Linked DNA regions of Mus musculus: region 2 is linked to region 1. A link is a contact called in public Micro-C data. All regions are on one chromosome and are shown on one strand. The core of a region is the stretch at or near the end of the contact, and the rest is flanking DNA. Distances in the headings are between cores, read along the strand shown. Region 1 holds the start of Twsg1 (twisted gastrulation BMP signaling modulator 1). Region 2 overlaps Ankrd12 (ankyrin repeat domain 12).

Evidence for each region. Hi-C and Micro-C count contacts between places; a contact is called where the count stands out from the background.
Region 2: a Micro-C map of granulosa cells shows a contact between it and region 1, with 2.1 times the contacts expected there. The contact joins the enhancer-like site here to the promoter of Twsg1 in region 1. A contact is called at or near these places in 2 of 39 promoter capture datasets (embryonic stem cells and macrophages), 15 of 484 Hi-C or Micro-C datasets (the Ba/F3 cell line, the C2C12 cell line, CD4 T cells and 8 more), 2 of 115 datasets of contacts at active chromatin or transcription factors (the SCID.adh cell line and embryonic stem cells) and 2 of 9 other capture datasets (adipose tissue and embryonic stem cells).

The regions. Positions count from the first base shown.
Region 1 is chr17:65,946,825-65,954,248 of GRCm38.p6, reverse strand. Twsg1 (twisted gastrulation BMP signaling modulator 1) reads left to right here and starts at 3,062. Exons shown (of 5, transcript NM_023053.3): 1 at 3,062-3,182; 2 at 5,435-5,591. The coding sequence starts at 5,472.
Region 2 is chr17:66,011,333-66,018,756 of GRCm38.p6, reverse strand. All of the region lies in intron 8 of Ankrd12 (ankyrin repeat domain 12), which reads left to right. Among named protein-coding and RNA genes, the nearest start is that of Ankrd12, 62 kb to the left of the region's middle. Within about 2 kb of position 4,111, at least 10 of the 459 cell types and tissues checked have an H3K27ac peak or open chromatin away from gene starts, as enhancers often do. A contact at or near this core is called in granulosa cells, where this site is marked.

The sequences.
Region 1 (7,424 bases), core at 1,813-4,312:
ATAGCAATCCTGCCTACATTGTTCCTACTTAAAGCAGAGTCCACAGTCCCTTGAAAGACACTGGCTTTCTGCCTTTGTCCTCTTTCTGCTGCAGCAGCGATGGAGATAACAGAGCAGAGAGGAGAATTGAAGAGTGCGGTGTGCTGCTAAGGTGCTTGCCACCCCCACCCCACCCCACCCCCACTTCCTGACTCAAGCTGGTTGGAGAGGCTGAGAAACTGAAGCTCCTCTGACTCAAAATCTGTAAACTCAGCTGATTTGATCCACTCAAGAAAGAAAAAAAAATGAGTTTGTAATGTCTTAACCAGAAGCTGGCAAAGAGGTGTTCCCATTTTCACTGGGTTTTTGTTCATGCTGGGACCCCTCACCTGGCCTCCTATGGCTAGCAATGAGGTTAGAACCAATCAGAATTGGGTCAAAAGCCCCAGTTCCCAAGAGTCCTTGTGGACTAGGCTCAGGGCCCCATCCCCACCTCCATCCCAGAAAACTAACGAAAAAGAAGCTGGTGGTAAAGTCAAGAAAAGAGCATTGTTATTACTATTACTTATTATTATCATCATCATCATTATCATAAAGGGCATGATCACACTGGCAAATGCAGAGGCCTGATGATCTAAACACTGTTTCAGAGTGTTCTCAAGAGTCTCCGGGTTGTACAGGGAAAAGAGGCAGAGCCCAAGTTTCCCTGGTGGGTCCTGATGCTCTCTTTGATCTGGATGTGTTCTCATTCGTGTGACCTTGGGCCATCATTTCAGGGTCCATCACGCAGGGCGTTGTTGGCGTCACAGAAATCTCCCTTGTTTAGGCGCAGCATTAGTCCTTTGTCGCAGTATGTCCGTCCGTCCGTCCAGCCTGTTGTTCTGAGGATCCAACATGGAGTAGAAAGACTCAGGAGACCTCACAGGACAGGGAGGAAACGAGAGAGAAACAAAACAGAGTTCGCATCAACAGTGGCTGAGCATCCTTACAAGCCACATGGTCCAGCCCACTGCGGTGGGTATTGGGCACAAATAGGGGCTCCTTACAGAGCCACCAGCATGGATGGAGCTCCAGGATGACGAGGAGTGTTTGATCCAGGGCTCCTGAAACCCAAGTCCCTTGGCGTCCCTTCAGGGTGGGTAAGCTGACAAATCACATAGTTCCCTACATGGGAAGCAGACAGAGAACGGGGTCCAGTTTATCAAACTTCAAAGTCAGCCCCCAGTGGAGTATCTCCCACCCCTCAGTCTTTACAAACAGTGCCACTGACTGGGGATATGTTCAAACACACAAGCCTACGGGGATAGTGTTTAATCCATCACAGTTTTATTTTTTTAAATGCACTTATTAAAATAAATGTTATCTATGTAACTATGTACTGGGTTTAATGAAATAATGAGCAATTTTAACTAAAAAAATTTAATTTCAAATATTGAAACGATACACATAACCTCTTTGAAACACTCCATGTTTTCAACAGTATAGAATCCTGTGAACAAGAGGTTTGGGAGTCAGTGATCTACAATAGCATTTTAAATGGTTGGACTAGCCCACTGATGTAGTGGATCGTAATCTCTGTAACTCATAAATAATGCTGAGAATAAGATCCGTAAAATTTAATAGGTGTAGACCCTTGTTTTCTTAGGGTAGTTTTCAGGGGAGCTTCATTTAATGTGTGGGATGTATATGCACCTATTAGTGTGTGCATATGTGCATGGCTGGTGTATAACATACTCTTATGTCATCCTATATTTAAAATAGTGTGTACACATGTATGTATGTATATGCACGCGCACCCAAGCGTGTGTATGTGCACTTGTGCACATGTGTGTGCACACACGTGTATATATGTGCGTGTGTGTGTATGTGTGTACTTGCATGTGTGTGTGTGTGTGTTTGCACTCCTTCTGTGGCACACATGTGGAGATCAGAAGATGACTTGCAAGAATTGGCTCTCTACTTCCACCTTGTGGATCTTGAGGCTTGACTATAAGGCTTGGTGGCAGCTAAATATAAGGTCATCAGGTTTGGTGACAGATGTCCTTATGAGCTGAACCACCACCTTGGGTGGCTTTCTTACTTTTGATTTTCCTAAACAGGGTTTCTCATGGCACCTGGAGCTTTAGTGAACCCAGAAATCCTCCTATGTCTACCTCCTTCTAGGGCTGGGTTTCATATATCAACCCCTGTGCCTGACATATGAACATATGGGCATATGAATCTGAACCCTGGTCTTTTACTAACTGATCCATCTACTCAGCCCCCGATTTTTAAAGAAAACCTATGCTTACTTTACAAAATGTATTAATACCAGCACTATGACCCACATTAGCTAGTAATTTATTACTATCCATCTCAGCCAATTTTTTCTAGGCTGCTGCCTCCCAGTAAACCAAGGAGAGTTTAAGACACTTCCTAGGTTAAGAAAGGGTTTGACACTAGGCCATTGCTCCCAAAGTGAACTGGCCATGTGGGCTCCAACTCAATGGCTGTGGAATATTGCTGGAAAAGCAATGGTTATGGTAAAGACCTAAATGTACTTTATTTGTGGGCTACTGGTGGGATAAGCCCCATCTTCCTAAAGTTCAAGACTCAATGACTGGTCAAGCCAATACTGACCTGACCTCCGTTCCAACTGAGGCTTCTTCCAGTTGGTCTCCCTCCCATACCTAGTGACATTCCTGAGCAGGATTCACTGCTGCCTTCTCTCCTTTTTGGCAGTGCCAGGCTTAACATTTTTATGAATTAGTGACTGAAGTGTGGGACAGATCCGTATCCAGTGATCCCTAGGTGCTTAAACACGTATTTAAAATGAACCTTGCCTCGCACGTCAAGTATCAGTCCTGTTCTATTCATCTGCCCTGTGCCTCATTCTTATATCCAGTAAGGAGGACAAATCAGCTTTGTGGCAGAGCTGCTGAACCGAACCGCAGGGCACAGCGGCTGGCAGCAGAGGTAAGCCGCCCAACAGGTGGCAGCAGACCAGACGGCTGATGGGCGGGGCCCGGCTCCGCGAGAGGCCGGAGCGCACACACCTGGGGGCGTGGCCGAGGGCGTGCCCAGCCCGGGCTCCAGGGGGCGTGGCCTGCAGCCCGGCGCGGGCCTGGGAGCGGCCGGGGACAGCGCGGGCCTGTGTGTCCGCGGCGCCGGGGTTCGCGGGAGCTGCTTGGAGGCTCGGCGGCCGGGAGGAGGCCGGGGCCACGGTGAGCGAGCTCGGGCGCGCGGGCGGGCGGCATCTAGGAAGCCAGGCCGCGGCGCTCGGCGGGGATGCGGGCGCCGAGAGGCCCGAACGGCGGGGACAAAGGGCCGCGGTGCCACCGCCTTCGGAACCTCGGGTCCGGGCGCTGGTGTGGGGTGTCGCGCTCCTCCCCCGCGGTCACCTGGATTCCCGGAGGACGGCGGGAAGACGCTCGGGGCAGCCGGGGGTGTCTGTGGGTCCCCGCGGCCGGCAGCGGCGACGGGGCCGCACCGGCTGTGGGCAGGATGCCCAGGGAGCCGGCTGGGTCCGCAGGGAGCGGGCGAGAAAATGGGATTACTAACGGTTCCCCGCCGGCGGGCAGGAGCTCTGGACTTTCTGTTTCAGAACGGAGTCATACCCCATGCAGAGCCTGTGGTGTAGCGCCATCTCCTAGTTTTGTAACCAGCAGGGTCCACTTTCTAACCGGCCCTACATCAAAATTGTATTTTATTGTTTTGAGGGGATTTATTTTGACTCCTTTAAAATAAAATGCATGCGTCTGTATGCGTATGCACACTTTTCGTCTTGGCACTGCTATAGGGGCCAGAAGAGGGCATTGGATGCCCCAGAGCTGGGCTTGCTGACCCTTGTGCCCTGCCAGTGTGGGTGCTGGGAACCGAACTCGGGTCCTCTACAAGAGTAGCAAGTGCTCTTAAGACATTGAGCCATCTCTCTAGCCCCTTATTTTTATCGTTAATTTATCTAACTTGGAAGTAAAGCTGGCCTGCAGTTCATTATCCTCCTGCCTTGCTTGCCAAATGCTGGGATCACAGGCGTGTCTCATCAGGCCCAGCTATTATTTAATTGATTTTGTTGGGAATTTGTGTTTTAGCCTTAAGAAATTATATCTTTAAAATTTTAGTGGGTGCGCGAGCGTGTTTATGCGCACACAAGCATACCTGTGCACCTGCGCCATGGTGTGTATGCCAAAGGACAACTTTGGAGGGAGGCAATTCTCTTCCTTTTTTTTTTTTTTTTTTTTCCTGGTTTTTCGAGGCAGGGTTTCTCTGTGTAGCCCTGGATGTCCTGGAACTCACTCTGTAGACCAGGCTGGCCTCGAACTCAGAAATCCGCCAACCTCTGCCTCCCAAGTAGAACTTAGGCTTTCAGGCATGTCAGGCAAGTGTTGTTAGCCACCTAGCTATCTTGCCAGCCCCCACTTATAACCCCTGTGAGAATTTGTGCTGGTGCCCCTCTGTTTTCTTTCTGTACTGTGATACTTCTTAAGAACAGAAGAATCTACCGTACTAACAGAATATCTTCCCATTTACCTACAATTCTTAATGCAGTTAAGAATGGTTGTGGTTCCTGCGCCTCTCCCCCAAGTCCTTTACCAACAAAGTGAGATAATCACCAGAATAATTTTCCTTCACAGTTTTGCTTTGATGCTCAGATTTTGAACATTGGAGCTGAAGGTGTAGTTCATGGTAGAAACCTTGCCTCACACACGCGAGGCCCTGGATTTCATCTCCAGCTGCACGTGTGAGCACCTACAGGGTGCTTTAACGTAACGCAGAAGTAATAGCTTTAAAGATGTATTTTTATTGTTTTTAATTATGTGTGTGTGAGCGTGTGTTCCGTGTTCAGGTGCCCCAGGAAGTCATAGGGTTCAGCGCCCCTCCCCCCGAAGCTAAAGTTACAGGTGATTTCGAGCTGTCCCAGATAGGTGCTGGGAACCAAACTCAAGTCTTCTGAAACTGCAGTAACATACTCCTAACCACTAAAACCATCTCTCCAGCCCCGGTGTGGGTGGGGCTGGCCTTGAACATGCCTCCTGAGTCCCTGCCTCCTGAATCCCTGCCTCCTGAGTCCCTGCCTCCTGAGTACCGGAATTTAAAAAGGCCTGCACCACCACACCTGGCAGTATTATTAGTTCTTACATAAATTATTTTAAATTGAATATGATGTTGAAACTTGAGTTGTAGCGCTACAGTTGGATCCTTTCGGATGGCTGGGACCTCAGCAGTGTTAACTAGGATTTTAATCATCTCCATGTCTGAGTAGTTTGCGGTTCATTCTTTAAAGATGGCCACCCAAGCCTGAATGTTTGAATGTTTAAGTGATCTTTGAGAATGTTCCTCAAATGATCCCTCAGGGGGTTGGACACAAGCAAGTGACTCTTGACTTATATTCCATGTTTTTTTGTTTGGTTTCGTCTTAGTTTGTAACCTACCACTTGCCTTTGAATTAAAGTTTCTCGTTGCTTTGTTTTTCTAGCTTCTTGGAAGCTACTGAGTGACTTCTTTGAAGAACCATGAAGTCACACTATATTGTGCTAGCTCTAGCCTCCCTGACGTTCCTGCTGTGTCTCCCCGTGTCCCAGAGCTGTAACAAAGCACTCTGTGCCAGCGATGTGAGCAAATGCCTCATTCAGGTAAGGATTCAAGGTACCTTCGTTAATACTGAAACATACTGTGTGCAGGTAGATACTATAGGGATATATCAAAGCAGGTACACACACCGTCTGAGCAGTGGGCCAGGGTCGGCGGTACCGAACTTTGTTTTTTATCTTTATGGCTATCTTCCATCCGACCAAAATTGGTTCAAGAAGTTCAATCTGCAGTATGCTAGTCTGCTGTATAAGCTGTTATGGGTGATGAGTGTACTACTGTCTACAATCTAGCTTAGATGACAGAGTCTTAATAACTATATTTAGAAGACTTTTAGCCTGTCAGTTAATAGATAGATTATTACATATAACGTATTATTTTCCGGTTGCTGTGTAACAGATTATATCAAAACCTAGCAACTACAGCCAAAATACATTATCTCGTGAAGCTTCTCAGGGACTCAAGTCTGGGAGGCAGTGTGGCTGGGTGGTTCCGGTTCAGGCTCACTCATGTTGCAGGCAGATTGTTGGCCAGGACTATAGACTCTTCTCCCAAGTATGTGAAAAATGATCCTTTCCAATGGAAGCGAGGCAAACCCATGTAATTACCTGTCGTTTTGCTGAGATGAAAAGTGACGGTCATTTGGTGACGTTCCTGTAGCTGGGAAATGGTTGTGGGTTTGACCTGTTCTGACCTGTTTCTGGCTGCTAAGCCCATGACTCTTTCACTCAGCATCCTGGTTACTATTCTCCATGATGTTGTGACAGTGACAGATAAATTATGTAGCTTCTCTCTCCCCATCCCTCCAGCAGTCTTTCTTCTCTTTGAGGGGGCCATGTCTTTTGTGTCCTCCATTCTAGGTGCTGACCATGGCCCCACGAAATTTATCAGCTATGCGTACAGGCTGAATATGTGTGAAATGTTTATGGCCAAAGTGTTTCACATTTTGAAATTTTTAGAATTGCATAAATATATATGCCAATATGTATGTATGTATGTATGTATAAGGCAAATATACATTTTACACACACACACACACACACACACACACACACACACACACGTATGAAATTACCTTAGTTGTGAGACGCAGTCTAAAGAGTAAACCTATTTGCTTGCCGTGCGCTTTGCTTTGCCTGGGAGTGACCTTCTGCAGTATTTTTAGCTGTTTTGACTACAACGCCTCATCGGCTGTCAGATGTGGAATTTTCCACTTGTGATGTCATGTTCATGCCCAGGAAGGTTTAGGGTTTTGAGCCTTTCAGATTACACGTTTACAAAGAGAGACACACAGCCTCTGTTAGCTTTCCATGTAGAGTGAGTCCACCAACTTTGGCTCTAATTCTCGCTTGAGACTACAATCATAAGTAATTTTATAGATCAAGGATTTTTATTTTTTGTGCCTATTCCTGATATTTTCCTCCTTTTCATTAGTAATTTGAATTCTAGTTACATGAATCACATACTCTGTAGAACCTTTAAAATTTGCCTTTCAAATCTAGAGAAATCTGTTATTAATTTTAACTTTAGCCGGGCATGGTGGCGCATGCCTTTGATCCCAGCACTTGGGAGGCAGAGGCACGGATTTCTGAGTTCGAGGCCAGCCTGGTCTACAGAGTGAGTTCCAGGACAGCCAGGGCTACACAGAGAAAACCTGTCTCCAAAACAAAACAAAACAAACAAACAAACAAAAACCCAAAATGAAACAAAACAAAAATTTAACTTTATTATGCCTGTGTGTGTGTGTGTGTGTGTGTGTGTGTGTGTGTGTGAATTTAGGGAACCTTGTTTCCTTGGTGCCCTCCATCCCCTTTGAGACAGGGTTTCTCTGTGTAGCCCTGGCTGTCCTGGAACTCACTTTGTAGACCAGACTGGCC
Region 2 (7,424 bases), core at 2,862-5,361, 63 kb before region 1:
CCGCCTTCCGCTTACCCTTAACCTCGAGGCTACTGCCATCCGTGTACCAGCTCAAACTCTCAGGCCAAGGCTGATCTGATCCTTCAGATCATTTCGAGTATGAGTTCCTTCTGCCAGAATGTCAGCACAATGATGAGTAGGTGAAGTCTCAGGCAGTAGTGAGATCGAGGATAGCAGGGGGAGCGAAGGTCACTCGTTCAGTCAAAGCTCTGACAATGTGTCCATCGGTCAGGGGAACAGTTGGATAATGCTTTTAAGAGCGTTAGTCAGCCATCGGTCATGGGGGCTGAACCACACTTTCTAGGACATGTGCCAAGTTTTGTCTCAGAGTCAATTTATCTGCGTCCTTGACCAGAAGCCACTATGTGCAGACAAGCAGGCCATCTTACAGCCACCAGGTCTAATTTCTTACAAGTATGCCACAGGTCTTTTTCAGGGTCCCAATCTCTGAGTAAGAACTTCTTTGGCAATATCTTTGTTCTCAGTCACATCTAGGAGTCCCAAAGTTGGGGACAACATTAGGGCAGTCTCAAGAGCATCTAAGGCCGTCTAAGATTGTTCCCTTTTTTTTTTTTCTTCTTTATACGAAGGGCTGTTTATCTCTTTAACTCAGCAAAACTGGAATCCACAATCTGCAAAAGCCCGCAGTGCCCAGGAACTTTTTAGCTTGTTTTGCACTGGTCGGTGGAGGAGTATGAAACACAGTCTCTTTTTTTAGCTGCTTCAACAGGTAGGCCACCGGACTCTTTTAAGGACTCAGCTTCTGTGTTAGCACCCCTTTTGTTATCTCTTTACTTTTAGCCACGAACAGGTGAAGGGTTTGGTCATGAGGGGGGCTCCTCTTCTTTTTGTTGGGGCAGTCTCTCACCCAGTGCTCATTTTCTTTACAGTATACACGTTGATCTTTAGCCAAAAGCTTTCTTTTGTTGCCAGGTACTATCTAAGTTTTCTAGTTTTCCTGACTTTTGTGGCCAACATTTTATTTTTCTTATTTTTCTGTCTCACAGCACAGCTCTGATTCTGACTCTGGTCTCTGTCTTTGTCTTAACTTCCTGTTACCTTGGTCAGATTGTTGGGACACTTTTTAGTCCCACAGAGACGAGACCCCCATCAGAGCCTGGCAGTTAGACTCACAGGTGCTCCTTACCTTGGACAGAAGTCCCAAGTGGGCGGATGCCTCTCTCACTGGAGTTTGGACATCACTGCCAGTAGCTCAGGGAGGTGCCACCTTCTGAGAAGAGGGAACTTTAGAGCAGAGACGGGAGTGCAGCTCTCACAGCCGGCTGCAACCGGCACTTATCTTAAAGTGAAAGCAGTTTTTCTGTTAACAAGAGATGGGATGGGAGGGACAGGGGAATGAGAAGCTGCCTGGGAACCTGCAGCGCTCTTGGCCGGCTACTCGAACAGCCTCCTCTTCTTTTGCTTCAGCAGCCACAACATTTAGGCCACTGACTTCTCAGGGACCACTCCTCATTTGCTCCGGATTTCCGAGCTCATTTTTCCCTAGGCTCCAGGTCCATGGGCGGGACCACTGTGACCCGCTGGCTGCTCTCTGGAGTTGGAGTGGGAGGCAGGGCAGCTGTTGATCTGAAAGGAAGTGGTCAGCATAGGGATCTGACAGGATTTTTAGGCTTATTTCAGAAGGCATAACTTAAAAACAGTCGTCAGTCATCAGTCCAAGTCCGAACACAAAGAGACAAAAAAGACACACACAGAAACCGTTTTTCAGGCAACCACTATAGAATCACAGTACCACAGAAATGACAAACACAAGCAAGACCAATACAGGGCATCTTACATGCGATTTCCAGAGAAGCTTACTGTCACTATGACCAACCCAAATGGACCTGTCTCCATGGGAAGGCCCCAGAACCTGAGACCGGCCTAAAACCAAACCAAGATAATCAGTCAACTCCTTGGGACCAAGACCAGACCTGAAACCAGACAAATCAAAAACAAAACAGAATCAGAAGGTGGTCCAATGGAGGACACACAAGTGAACAAGACACACAGACACACAGACATACAGACAGGGAGGGATCTCACTTTACCTCTGACGTACAGTGTCTGTGTCTCATGACAAAAACCACAAACAAAAACAAGATAGCAACAGAGAAAAAGAAGACACCAGTATCTCTAAGCACACTCGTCCACGCCTGGACTTGTACAACCAGCCAAGCCAAACGCTATTTCCTGATGGGGGCAGATTCCACATCGACTCCCTTCCTCCTGAAAAACAATTTGCCTGACGGCGGCGATTAGTGACAAGTCAAAAGCACCCTTAGGTGGCCAGCCTACTCCAAACATTGGCCACTCGGAGGCGCAAAAGGTCTGCCACTGACCCTTTCTGACCTCCACCGACTGGTTGTGGGCTCTGACCCGCACCTCCTTCCAATGCTCCAGAGTCAGAGAAAGAGGAGTGAACACAGATTGTCCCATTTCTAGAAAAACAGTAGTCACAACAAGAGCGGACACGAGACTAAGACAAAAAAGAAACCAGAAGAATCAGATGGCCTCTCCAAGGCCGGCCGATTGAGACCCTCTGCACGAGGTGGGACTCGAACCCACGATCCCGTGACCAGACGCGAGGTGGGACTCGAACCCACGGTCTCGCAACAAGGTGCGAGGTGGGACTCAAACCCACGATCTCGCAACAAAACACGAGGTGGGACTCGAACCCACGATCTCGCAACTGGGCACGAGGTGGGACTCTAACCCACGATCTCGCAACCCCAAATGGTCTCTTGGCCTTCAAAGGGGTCCACCAGGCGTCCCTGATCCTCCCCTGTTCCTCCTGGGACGTCTCCCAGGGTGAACGGACGGTGGACACCTGGACACGTCTATCCTTATCCACCCCGCACTCCCTCTCGGAGCGCGGTCTCACTGAGCGTCCGCAAAACTGAAACTGCGATCGCACCAGACTTAGAAACAGAACACAGACATCAGAACACAGACATCAGACCAAAACAGAACAAAGAATCTTACCTCTAAGTGGGTCTAGGACCTCTGGGTGGTCGCGCTGTTTCCCGGCCAATGCACCAAATGAAAGACCCCCGAAGGGAGACCCTCCCTCAGACACTTAAGTCCCGGGACAGCCGCGTACCCAAGAAGACACTGAGACCATACATAAAATGTAGAAGGTAAGATTTAATAAAGTAGCAACAACATGAAAGCACACAGACCAGAGCTCTGGGGTCGAAATAAAGCAGCAACAGAAAGCACACAGAGCTCTGGGGTCGAAACTCATACACCTTTGCACAGGGTAGAGGAGTCTCGACCGTCAGCCAAAATTTTTCACAGGCTTATATAGTAAAACTCAAAGGGGGAGAACTGGGCAGGAAAAGTACAAGTTTACATCACTAGGGAGTTCTGCCAAAGGAATCTACGTAACTAAGGAGTCATGTCCTATCAAGGAACCTACGTAACTAAGGAGTACCTGGTTCATTTTGAGGTTGTTCTAGGAGGCCTTTATCTCAAAAATGTTCTTGGAACAGTTTTTAGTTGGGAGGGTTCGAACTTTAGGGTGAGGAGTTTTGGGGTGAAAAGTTTAGGAGTGTTCTGGGAACAATCTCTAGATGGGAGGGGGTGGGCTCCGAGGTAAAAAATTCATGTTTTCACAAGAGGCCAGTAATTTTCTATTCTTCACTGTCAGCAAGGCCAAGGTTGTACCGTCCTACACAGATCTTGTTCTTGAGCAGATTTAGAGTATGGAACAGAAAAGGGAGATCCTGTACCATCCTCAGAAAGGCACGTCAAGCTTTACAGCAAATAAGCAACACGAAAAACTTAAGCATGGGGGGTTACTGCTCAGGAGAATCTTACATAAAGCTCAGTCAAAGTAAGTGGCGCGTGTAAGATTCAGGAGTTTGATAAAATAGTATTTTAGACATTTATTTACTTACTCAGTATGTGTAGTGGGGAGCAGAGGATGTGTGCTGTGGTATCAGTGTGGAGGTCAGAAGTGATGTGAATTCGCCCTCTAGTGAAAAATGTAAATTTAATATTGTAAGTACATAGATCCTTATGCTCAGTAGATACAAGACAGGCCCTGGGAGATTGTGTCTAATCCACGTGAGTGAGTCCATGGGAACAGCTAGGACTGAGATCTGCTGGGTGGCAGACAGGCTGCTTCTGCTCAGTACTTGAGCTGCTCACCAGGCAGAGAGGTGCTTACCTTGTCCTTGGACTGCTCTATCTCATGGTGCTGTGAGCTAATAAAAAAGTAACAACCCTCGGGGTTGCCGGGAGATACAAGAGAATAGTTAGGGTCGGTGAACACATATTTAACCCCACTAAATAAAACAGCTGTAGGAATTCTAAGTTCATCAACAAAAATGGGCACCTAGATTCTGATATTACATGGGAAGTCTTAGAAATGGCCTGTGGTCCCATCATACAAGAAGACAGAAGGTCTACTAGTTCCCAGTCCAGTCTGGACCACAGGGAGAATGGGTCTAGAGATGAAAGGCTTGGAGTAAGGCTATGTCTTGGTTGGTTAAGTATTTCCTAGCATGCGTGAGGCCCTGAGTTCAGGTGCCAGTGAAACACACAAAAGACACCTCAAAAAATGAAATACTTATAGGTTCTAGTGAAACATGGTAATTCTGTAAGTAAATGAATTTTAAAAGTGCTTTGTCATTTTAGAAAATAACATAAAAGAAGTCATATTTGCTGTACCATAACAAAAATAGAAAAGAACAGAGTTATGAGTAAAACAGGAGACATAAGTAATAGATGCAGTGACTTTAAAACAACCGGCGAACTAAATTATAGAGATTTAAAATACCTGAACAAGATATGACTTACTGTGAGGTCAAAACAAACAAAACGCAGAGAGACCTGCAAGTGTCGAGAAGACTAAGCAGCCAGATGTAGTAGCACACACCTTCAATCCTAGTGCTGGAGGCCGAGGCAGGAGGCAGACCTCCGTGAATTCAAGGCCGACCAGGACTACATTAGTGAGACCCAGTCTCAGAAAAGAAAACAGGAGAAACAAAGAAAGACTGGGAAAGCTTAATGGTGCATATAAACAAGTGTACAAAAGTGGCTGTCTCTCGAAAAACCAAAAAACCAAAACAAAACAAAAAGTGGCTGTCTAACGAGAGTGGGTGAAAGGTCAGGGATGTCAGCTGTCACCGTGTGAGTTATCCAAAACTGGTTACTAGAACTGAAGCGGAAGCAGAATAGCTCTAGAAGATTCTACTTTGTGATATTTCAGATATTGCTACACAAAAACTCTTTTTGAATTTTTAAATTTTATTCATGACTTATAAGAGACAGGATGAATACGAGGGAATGCAATGCATGTGGAGGTTGGAGGACAGCTTACTAGAGTTGGCGCTCTCCTTCAGCCATGTGGGTCTCAGGGATGAAACTCAAGCCATGAGGCTTGTGGCAAGTGCTATTATTGACAGTGGCTAAGCCATCTCACTAGCCCGTTTTCACCAAAACACTCTTAAAATACTCACCCTTCCTTATTAGTCAGGCACACTCCTGGGAACATAGCGGTTGTTATAGTATTAAAGCAGTATTTAACCGTCTGCATCACTGGGAGCTTGATGGAGACTTGGCATGTCCGTGGTGTGTTTTGAAGAACTTTATGTGTATCGGGTTGGAGAAGTTAAGATGGGGAACCATAGCTTATAGCTGATTCTTACTAAGTGCCCAGCATTATTTGGTATTATGTTTTGATTTGGTTTGGTTTTGAGGTGCTGAGAATCAAAGTCAGACCCTCACACATACTATGAAAGTAGTGCTTTATCCTTGAACTACATTTACATTCCTTGTCATGAGCAATGTTTTTTTTTTTTTTTAACCTGTGCTGACATATGTACTTAAATCCTTTCGATGTAAAACATTTTGGCTGAGAGCTGGATGCAGAGGTGGCACTGGAGGCCTGGATGACTTCTTTAACAGTTATGGACGTGAGGGGTTTGCTTACATGTATGTTTATGCCCCATATGCATGGACACTACATGCGTTCTTGGTGCCCAGTGGAGTCAGAGGTGGCATTGGATCTCCTTAGGATGGAGTGACAGATGGCTGTGAGCCTCCATATGAATCCTGGGAACTGAACCCAGGTCCTCTGGAAGAGCAGCCAGTGTTCTAACCAAGGAGCCATCTCTCCGGCTCCTTATTTATTTTTAATAGTCTGTAATTTTTACACTGGAATTTATTTTTTAGTAAGACCACAGATGTTCTTCTACTGCTAGATCCTTGGAAAGTGTTGTAGTTCTGCTCTTTTCAAACTGGAATTTGAAAACGCTGACTGTGTTTCTTTGTTTAGTTTTCTAACGCCTTGATTTCTGGGACATAATCCACCTTGACTTTTCTACAGTTCCTAGACTGCTTTATTCCAAGTTTGGTTCTCGAATCTTATCTCCTTTTCCTTCCTCTGTGCCTTGTTGGTTTGCTCAGATTTTCACTCACTGGATCCTCCTCTCTACCCCAGGGAGCCTTCCTGACAAGCTCCGCATACCCACCCACCACTCACAGGTTAAGACCTTCCAAACGTTCCTTTCAACCCCAGACTGCTCTCTGAAACCTCAGGAACTACGTTTAGCTGCCTCAGGATCTTGCCACTTCCATTTCCTCAGTGACCCTCAGAAATTAAAGTGCACAAGGGAAACTCGCTCCCCCTCCCCCACCATTTATGCCACTGTGTTCTTTTCTTTCTAAATGACAACAGCACTTGACTGTCCTCAGAAGCCACATACCTGGGGGTCACCCTAAATACCAATTCTTCCTTTTCCTTCCGTCTAAGCCTTTCTGCTACTAAGTAGAGGTAATTGAGGAAACTCTACTGTTTGTGGTCAGTTTTGACATTTAACTTATTTGCAAATCTGTCTGTTATGTAAAACCTGGGAGTTCTTTACACATCCTTCCAGGTATTATAGTATCTGGATTTGAGTTGAAATTCATTGTCTTTGATAAGAAAATAAGATTTTAAAAAGTAGGAAATTTTATATGCCATGTTCTATTATTGCTGTGAACTCTTTAATTTTGATTCTTCAAGAAGCCGTAGCTTTGAAAAGCAGCATTTGTTAAAAACCTTCCATAGAGCTGGGCGTGGTGGCACACACCTTTAATCCCAGCACTCGGGAGGCAGAGGCAGGCAGATTTCTGAGGTCGAGGCCAGCCTGTCTACAAAGTGAGTTCCAGGACAGCCAGGGCTATACAGAGAAACCCTGTCTCGGAAAAAACAAAACAAACAAACAAACAAACAAACCCTTCCATAGGACAAAGTGCAGCAAGAGATTTTTCAGATAAAAGCTATTTTATTTGAACGTACATGTTTTAATTTTAGAGTAGGACAAATCTTCTAGAACCTTTTTAATTTTCCTCTGATACTATTTCCTGTGTTCATCAGCTATGTATTAATTTTTCAGAATATTTATTTTCCACATGGTGAATGTGCCTGAATT